Linked DNA regions of Zea mays: regions 2 and 3 are each linked to region 1. A link is a contact called in public Hi-C data. All regions are on one chromosome and are shown on one strand. Each heading gives the region's core, a stretch centred on a gene start, on an enhancer-like site or on the middle of the called end of the contact. The rest is flanking DNA. Distances are from core to core; before and after follow the strand shown.

What was found. Hi-C and Micro-C count contacts between places; a contact is called where the count stands out from the background.
Region 2: a Hi-C map of bundle sheath shows a contact between it and region 1, with 2.8 times the contacts expected there. The contact joins the promoter of LOC100216974 here to the promoter of LOC100304210 in region 1. A contact is called at or near these places in 5 of 25 Hi-C or Micro-C datasets (bundle sheath, ear, endosperm and 2 more).
Region 3: a Hi-C map of tassel shows a contact between it and region 1, with 8 times the contacts expected there. The contact joins the promoter of LOC100192627 here to the promoter of LOC100304210 in region 1. A contact is called at or near these places in 10 of 25 Hi-C or Micro-C datasets (bundle sheath, ear, leaf and 3 more) and 1 of 3 datasets of contacts at active chromatin or transcription factors (leaf).

The regions. Positions count from the first base shown.
Region 1 is chr1:236,390,514-236,393,216 of Zm-B73-REFERENCE-NAM-5.0, forward strand. It overlaps LOC100304210, which reads right to left and starts at 1,385. Exons shown (of 4, transcript NM_001165660.1): 1 at 1,164-1,385; 2 at 1-1,049. The coding sequence starts at 978.
Region 2 is chr1:236,554,732-236,557,431 of Zm-B73-REFERENCE-NAM-5.0, forward strand. LOC100216974 reads right to left here and starts at 1,303. Exons shown (of 8, transcript NM_001317379.1): 1 at 1,006-1,303. It overlaps LOC100286228 (mitochondrial import inner membrane translocase subunit TIM16), which reads right to left. Exons shown (of 4, transcript NM_001159116.2): 4 at 2,501-2,700.
Region 3 is chr1:236,197,243-236,199,942 of Zm-B73-REFERENCE-NAM-5.0, forward strand. LOC100192627 reads right to left here and starts at 1,427. Exons shown (of 19, transcript NM_001329573.1): 1 at 991-1,427; 2 at 132-526. The coding sequence starts at 370.

The DNA of each region.
Region 1 (2,703 bases), core at 135-2,634:
CCTTGACGAATCCTCTGTCTCAAATGCCATCTTGAACCTCATCCCCGGGCACCACTGGTTCCTCATCGCGTTCTGTACCGATGCAGCCTTCACAACAAACTCCGGTGTGCTAGCTCTCGGGTAGTACACAACTTCAAATGGTTGTCCGCTCGCTGCTAGACTTGCGGCGTTGACAACATCCGTGATCTTCACCTTCCCCCTACCTCTCATGTACCCACCATGACTCTTCATCATCTTACCCTCCTCATCCTTCAAGAATGCCGACAAGGCCCCATACCCCGGGGCGTTCCACCCAGACATGCACTCCATGCCACCACAGGACACCCGCTTGACACGCCGTATCCCGACGCACAGCTCGCCATGCTCAGTGCGCAGGAAGACGATGGAGTCCCCGGCGACGAGCTTCTTCTGGTTGACGAACGTGCTCCATCCCGTGGTGAGCAAATGCCGGCGCGGCGTGCCCCGGTAAATGTGGCGGAACTTCCAGACCTCCCCGTGCACGTCCTTGGCAAGCACCGTCTGCACCGGCGGGTCGGCCCGGTAGTCGAGCTTGGGGAAGATGGTCTCGGCGCAGTAGCGCGGCACCGAGAAGCCGCCACCGTTGTTGGCGTCGGACTGCGTCAGCGTCTTGGCGAAGGAAGAAAGCTTCTCCCGGGCGTCCGCGGGGTCGACGCTGAACTCATCGGGCTCTCGGAACTCCACCTCGCCGGGCGCGACCGGCACCAGGCGGATCTTGGCGAAGACCTCGTCGGTCTCCGGATCGGCCAGGAAGCGCACCCCGGTGACGCTGCAGAGCACGAGCGACGGGAGCGCTCGCGCCCCGGCGAGGTCCGCGGCCCCGCCGCCATGCGCGTGCTCCGCGTGACCCTGCGGGAAGTAGTAGACACGGGAGCGCACGGGCGGCATCTGCACCATGCCGCCAGCGCACGCGTGCCACAGCTGCGGGTCAAGGCACCTTTCCTCGGCCACCTCCTTCATGGCCTACTCCTCCTCCTCTTCGTCGTCTTCCTCCACCGCTACCAAATGCGGTCACTGTCCAGCAGAGCAACCTGCCACGTTCCCCGTTATTCACACGAATCCAAGTACCAAACCACCCTACGCAACCCACGAAACGAAACGAAAAGCAAGCAATTGGAACGGAACGGCGACAGCAGCAGCGATACCTCCTCCGTGAACGCCCATGTGTTCCAACTGGCAGATCATGGGGCGGCGGAACCGCTACTCCGGGAGAGACGTTGGCACCGGGCAAAGCAGAGCAGAAACCTACATCAGGGCCGGCATCGGCCGAGGCAACGATTCTCTCCGAGAACACCCCAAGCCTGCTTCGGTTGCTCGAGCCCAGGAGACGAAATCTAGACGGCGGCGAGGTGGGGAGAAGTTGACGGTGGTGGCGCGCGCTGCTACAGCGGCACACACAGTGGGTTGGAATTATGAGGTGGGAGGCCTCGGACACCTCTCCTTGTTGCGTGGGGGATCTTTAACAATTTGTCATCGATAAGATGGACACCTTTTGGTTAGCTAGTTTTAACACATACACTATATAATATAATTTCTTAAAAAATAACTGGTATATAAATTTTTATCAACTTATCGATCTTTCAAATCTCTAGAGCTAATTATTAGTTAACTAACAAGAAATTAACTAAATTAGTTGGGATGTTTTAAACCTGTTGGGACTATGCTTCGTCGCCGAAGGTCTTGTAGGAAGAAGCGGTTTTCGGCTGAAGCTGTTTGTATGGGATGGCCGAAGGTTCCTCCTCATGAAGCTTCGGTATTACAAACCGACTTAAAGATAGAATGACCTTTTAGTCCATAAGGGTCTGAGTCAATGTTGTAAACTTTTATGAGGGGCATAATTGTAATTCTTCACAGACTGTGTCCTGTGTCTATAAATAGTAAACAGTATTCCTTTACTGTTCACGGATTCTGATAATTGCAATCGCATCATTCGGGAACCAATCTTTGCCAAGGCAGAGGTATAACTGTATTCAATGATTCAATATATTATAATATAATTCGTTTATGATTCATTTACCTTCGATACCCTTTATTTTATGTTATCTTATACAATCTATTAAAATTCAATTACGAAGACTTAACCTTCGTAATCATATTCTCATTAACCTTTGTCCAAGGTTCATTATCCTCAAGGGAATAATGCTTCATGGACGAAGGACGTTAACATTTAACATTTTATGTTGCCTTGTTCTTAATTCATAGCATTTGAGAACAAGTCCCCAACATTGGCGCCCACCTCCGGTGAACTCACTTCCACTTTTTTGAGCTGATGGCTTCGTTCAACGATCAAGCTGGAGCTGCTTCGGCTCCGAAGCTGCTACTCCCAATAACAGGCGGTTCATGTTCAGAGCCAGCCAACAAGAAGCAGAAGAAGGAAGCACAGAGAAGGGTACAGCATGTTGGGGTGCAAGGACCCTTCATCAAGTCAAGATGGTCTCACATTCTTATTACCTTCTCCCAAGAGGACCTTCAACTCAAGGATTACCCACACAACGATGCCATGGTTATCTCTTGTGTTATCAAAGGATTTCTGGTCCACAATGTCTTGGTTGATACAGGCAGTGCAGCTGATATCATATTTGCTAAGGCCTTTAGGCAAATGCAAGAGCCAGAAGATAAGATTAATGATGCTACACACCCTCTCTGTGGCTTCGGAGGAAGACAGATTGTAGCACTGGGCAAGAT
Region 2 (2,700 bases), core at 53-2,552, 160 kb after region 1:
CTTTAGTATTGAAATGGTTTGGAGGGATTGGAGAGTGTATAAATTCCTAATAAATCAAAAAACTATCACAATACATATCAATCCATTTCAATCCCTTTTATTACTAGATTACCTAAACCAAACACCGGCGCCACGCACGCGATGACGTGGTGAGGAATTTGCGCAGACGCACAGAGGCGAACAAAGGGGCTCCTCCTCAGTCAGGCCAGTGCAGCGCTGCCACGTCGGATTATGCACTAGGCAGTGCTTGTGCTGAGTCCCTTCGGTTGGTTTGACTACCAGCTTGGCAACAGTGACGCTTACGACTACCAGCTTGGCAACATCTATTGCATGCCTGTCTATTCAGAAAGCCACCCCTGTCTGTCTAAGGTGGGTTCTAACTTCTAACCAAGATTAAGATTATTCTGTAACTAATAGTATATCAGCCTGACCTAGTTCATACGTGAGGAGCCATTTCGGCCACCAACTCCTCCGCGTTGCTAATTCTGTACTACTCCTTAACACCACTTGCTCTCCAGTCTCCAGCACGCAACACACGGATGCGCACGCTCCGGAAAACATGCGACGCACAAGAATGCGCACGCGCCTTCTCTAAAATTGGCAACGTGTTCTCGAAAAACGGGCGGGGGCCCGAGCTCCTGCGCGTCGATCGTCGGAAACAAGAGCCCGTAAAACTGAAGGCGACGGACGTACGGCGGCGGCCCGTCTCCAGTTTGGAGACGAAGGTGAAATGGGGGCGGACAAGATGTTGCGGCCTGCGGAGATTTTCCTGGTGTGTGTGTGTGTGCACAACGACTCGAACACACGCACGCACGCACCAACGGAATCCTGAATTTCCTGATCCTGTTTACCCCCCGAGAAGGAAAAAAAAAGGATCCCGGTTCTCAACGATCAATCAAAGTAGACAAGCGGCCAAACGTATCGCATCGACGACGAATGAATGGGACGAACAACAGATAGAGGTAAGCCAGCGAGCGATCGGGGGTGGGGGGGAATCGTACGCACCTCTGGGCTCTGGAGGAACCTTTGTTTGTATATTATCTATATATCCTTGATTCTTCCCGGCGAGTCCTCGATGATGGATCGGATCTTCTGGGGAGGAGAGGAAGGAGAACGGGAGAGGCAGACGAGCCGTTCCTCGACTCGCTCCGACTCCGAGGAAGGGGGGTGGCGCGGGTTCTGCTAATTGATTGCCCGTGTGTGTTTGTGAATTGGATTGGAGGAGGAGATGCGTGAGGCCGAAGAAGTCTTCCAGAAAAATGAAAGGAAGGAGGGAGGGGTAGGTGGCGAACAGCTCAAACGCCCGCCGTCGCTCGCATGATCGCGCCGCGTCGCCTTCTCCCCCTCCTCTTGCCTCGCGCTCGCAGTGTAGGACGTGTGGTGTCCCACCCACGAGGCCACGAGGGCCACGGTATGATTCCATCCAGACCAGTGTACACAAGTCCCTAGTCCTACTCTCTGATACATGGGCCCTACCTGGACTGTGTGTGTTTGTGTATTCCCGGGATACGTACATTTATCGTCCGATATATGTAACCCCTACTTGATAATGATAATGATTATACGTATCGTACTCGTATCACTTGCACTTGGACACCTCGGCTGCCTCACCCCAAAGGCCCCAGCTGCTGTTTTAATTAGGGACGCGTACGCTGCTATCCAACCTTGCACTGCAGCCCGGCCCACCAATAGCATCCTGACAAGCGCGATGCACGAACACGGCGGGGTCCGTTCCAGCGATCCCGTCAAATGGAAAGGGAATGAAGGACTTCTCCTTCTGTTCGTACCTCGCAGTAACATCGCTGGATGAAAACGACTGATACTGAATTTTCTGCACGGTTGAACTGGAACAGAAACACGATTGGTGATCCGAAGGGGGCACACCGCACACAACCAGCTATCACTATCAGGCTTCAGTGGACCAGCGAGCATCAGCTGAGGACTGACCACCACCCTTGGGCCTAGGCTAAAGATATACTAGTAGCTGTATAAGAAAAACGATTTTGAACCTGCTGCCGAGTCTCGTAAAATGAAATGTAACAGCGCAATTGGTCAGCCGGACACTGGAACCAGTACCAAACATTTTGGAATCATGCAGAATTCTTCGCCGGATTGATAGGCTGACCACCATTATTTCCTCACAAACGAGGACATGCCCGTTTGGCAGCCTAACAGCAAGGACAGCAAATGTTTCCAACACGCAAGCCGAACCTACATCCCCTCCAATATGTCTCCATCCGACACCCTCAATCAAAAATTCGAAAAGTTCTCCCTCCGTCGCCAATTAAAATTCGTTTTAAATAATTAATAGATTCGTAATACAATTAATAGATTCATAATACAACTAATAGCTCCATAATGCTTGATTTATATATTTTATATATTTCTACATTCATCATCATCTATTTGAGTATAGACATAAACATCAAGAGCTAAAATAAATCATATTTTAGGACGGAGAGAGTAAAAATTATGGATTTCACATCAATGCAGGTAGTATCAAGAATAATGGTTTGGCACAATCATCATATGGCAAAATAACAAAGTTGTAAGCGCCACCGAGCCAGAGCCCAGTGAGACCTTACTGATCAGTCTTACACATGTAGGAGTTTCAGTCGCTGCACACAAAGCTTATTGGTTCCGCATTGCATACTACTGGTACAACAGCAGCGACCGTTGTTGGTATGTACAGTTCTCTTA
Region 3 (2,700 bases), core at 177-2,676, 190 kb before region 1:
ATTACGATGTTTCTACGGCTATTCGTTCTACCAATCACATCATTACGATGTAGAAACAAAAGGATTCATCGAGATTCACTTCCTCGAGGATAAGCTCCAACAGATTTGCTGACTAATTTGTCAGCGCTCACCTCCGGTTCTGGAACCAGACTTTAATCTGCTTGGCCTCGATGTTTGAGAGGATGGGGCACTCGCGTAGCAGCTGCTGCCTGCGCGCGGAGCTGGGCTTGGGGCACTCGGCGTACACCCGCTCCAGCGCCTCCACCTGCTCCGGCGTGTACCGCACGTACTTGCCCGTGTCCATCCCGCTCTTCTCGTACCCGCCGCCGCCATCGCTGCTCCCGCTCCGCATCGCTACGGCTGCTGCCATCGTTGCACGGCCACCGACCAGCACCGAAAGCAAAACTCCACCACGCACCCGTCCTCTCCGCCTCCGACCACCACTTCCCCTTTGTCAAACACTCAAACGGACCCTTCTCACGCCGTCGCTACCTGCAATTCCACCTTCTCACACACCGATCAAAACCTGCGAGATTCCAACGAAATCGGTGTTAGCAAAGATTTAATAACCTGAAAAAACGAAGTGCCGTCTCTATCCATCAGGCAAAGAAACGTAGAAAAGCACGCAAAGGAGTCAGCTTTTGGCTTGAAACCGAGGAGAGAAAAGGGGCGGCCACTGCAGAAGCAGAACACGCAAATGCGGCCGATTAGCCGCGTCGGGGACAGGGGATCGGGAAAACGACGCTGGAACCGCACGATTCCGCAACGCAAGACGAGATTGCAGGCCACAAAATCCAACGCGCAAGATGAGCGGCAGTTCAAATCCGCAATTTTTATCCCACACACACACTTCCCACGCAAAAGCAGATAAAAGCTCAACCAGAAGATCGCTTGACAGAGTCGAAAGAAATCCCAAAAAAATCGCAAGAACACGCAATGGCTCGCCGCAGAGGTACGCGAAACGGGGGCTCTGAGGAATGACGCGTTCACCTGTTCAGCTTTCCGCGCGCGCGCACCAGCAGCCAAGAGACGCACGGGCACCGTCGCCAGCTGCTGACCGGCATCACAGCGTACCACCGCGTCCGCGCAAACCGCCCCCCGCGACGGTGCACGGAGCCTCGGCCATCGACTGCAAAACACGCGCGCACCCGCCCAGCGACGCCTCCCAGAACCAGCAGTGCTGGCTAGCCCGCCCGGTTGCCGGATAATGTCGAAACAGAAGGAGACGACAGACGAGGAACCCAGCGGGTTCAGGAGGAGCCGACTAGGAGGAGGGGAGGCAGGAGGCAGGAGCCGAGTCGCCGAGAGCGGCAAAAGGCGACAGCTTTAAAGACGAGCGAGCGAGAAGCAGCAAGAGGAGACAGAAGAGTGGCAGCAAGCACTGCAGCGAGCTGCTCCTAGCTAGCAGCCTAGCACGTCTACTGTGAGGGCGCACGAGAAGAACTGCAGAAGAGGTGGAAAAAGCTGAAGAGGGAGGAGAGCGGAAGGCCACGTCCACGAGAACAGCTGGACTCGGTGCACGTAGCCCCTGAAGCTGGCGGTGGGGTCCGCGGACAGAAGTAGCGGCCGCATCGCGGACCACTGTTCCACGGAAAAGACGTCATTATTTTGTCCGTGACATTGCAATGTCGCGTGACCCTGACCTCTGTTTGAGTTATGACAACGAAATTGCAGTGAGGCAGTGACCAAACAAACGGTTTATTATTTATGTGAAAACCAGCAGGAGAAAAATCCTACATTGCGAATGTAGGTATTATAGATGTGATTCATAATTTAGACCGACCCAACGGCGTTATGCATCACGCGATGCACACAGGTAATAAGGATGCGTTTGTTCGAGATCAAACTAAAATGAGGCGGGGTGACATTGTCCCCTTTATTTTTTAATCACGCCGCCATCAAAAATTGTTCCCGTGTTTACCTTGCTCTTGCGTAACTCGCATCCAAACACTAGAAAATATGGTCGTCCTCTTTTATCCCTTCTTGTACGTCCAACCAAACACACCCTAAGCAGGGCCGGACCTGGGGGTGGTCGAGCCGGGCGGCCGCCCAGGGCCCCCAAAATGTTGGGCCCCCCACTAAGTATATATTTAAGTACAGTGTTTGGTGATTAAATCAGACTAAACAAACAACATTCGCTTTGTTAGTTGATCGATCAAAATATCTAAGCCAAGCTATGATCACGTTCACGTCTCTACTATATTTAAACACCATTTTTCTAGTTCCATGATTTCCACTGTCATTGTGCATTCTATATTTAAATGAAAAATGCTAACATTATGTACAATAAGGATTCAAACCATAATTGTTGGCTTTAAACCAACATTTACACTCACTTAGCCAATAGAACACACATGTCTTTATGTTTTATATTATATACTTAATCGTAAATAGAAAACGTAGCAATGTACGAACACTTTACTAGTATACGGTATACGTCATTTCCTATTTCCAAAGTGCCCTAATTCTTGCCAAGTAATTACGGTTATATAAGAGACAAGCTACGATTACGTCCACATATATGGTTATATCATATCATCAAGATTGAAATAGTATATGTCGATATTAATAACATACTCAATGTCTCTGTATTAAAGAGTGTTCGAAGAAACTTTATAAGATAATCCAATGTGCCAAGTAAGTTTTTATTAATTTAGTTAATATAATTTTTGAACCTTTCAACATATATGTTTATAATTA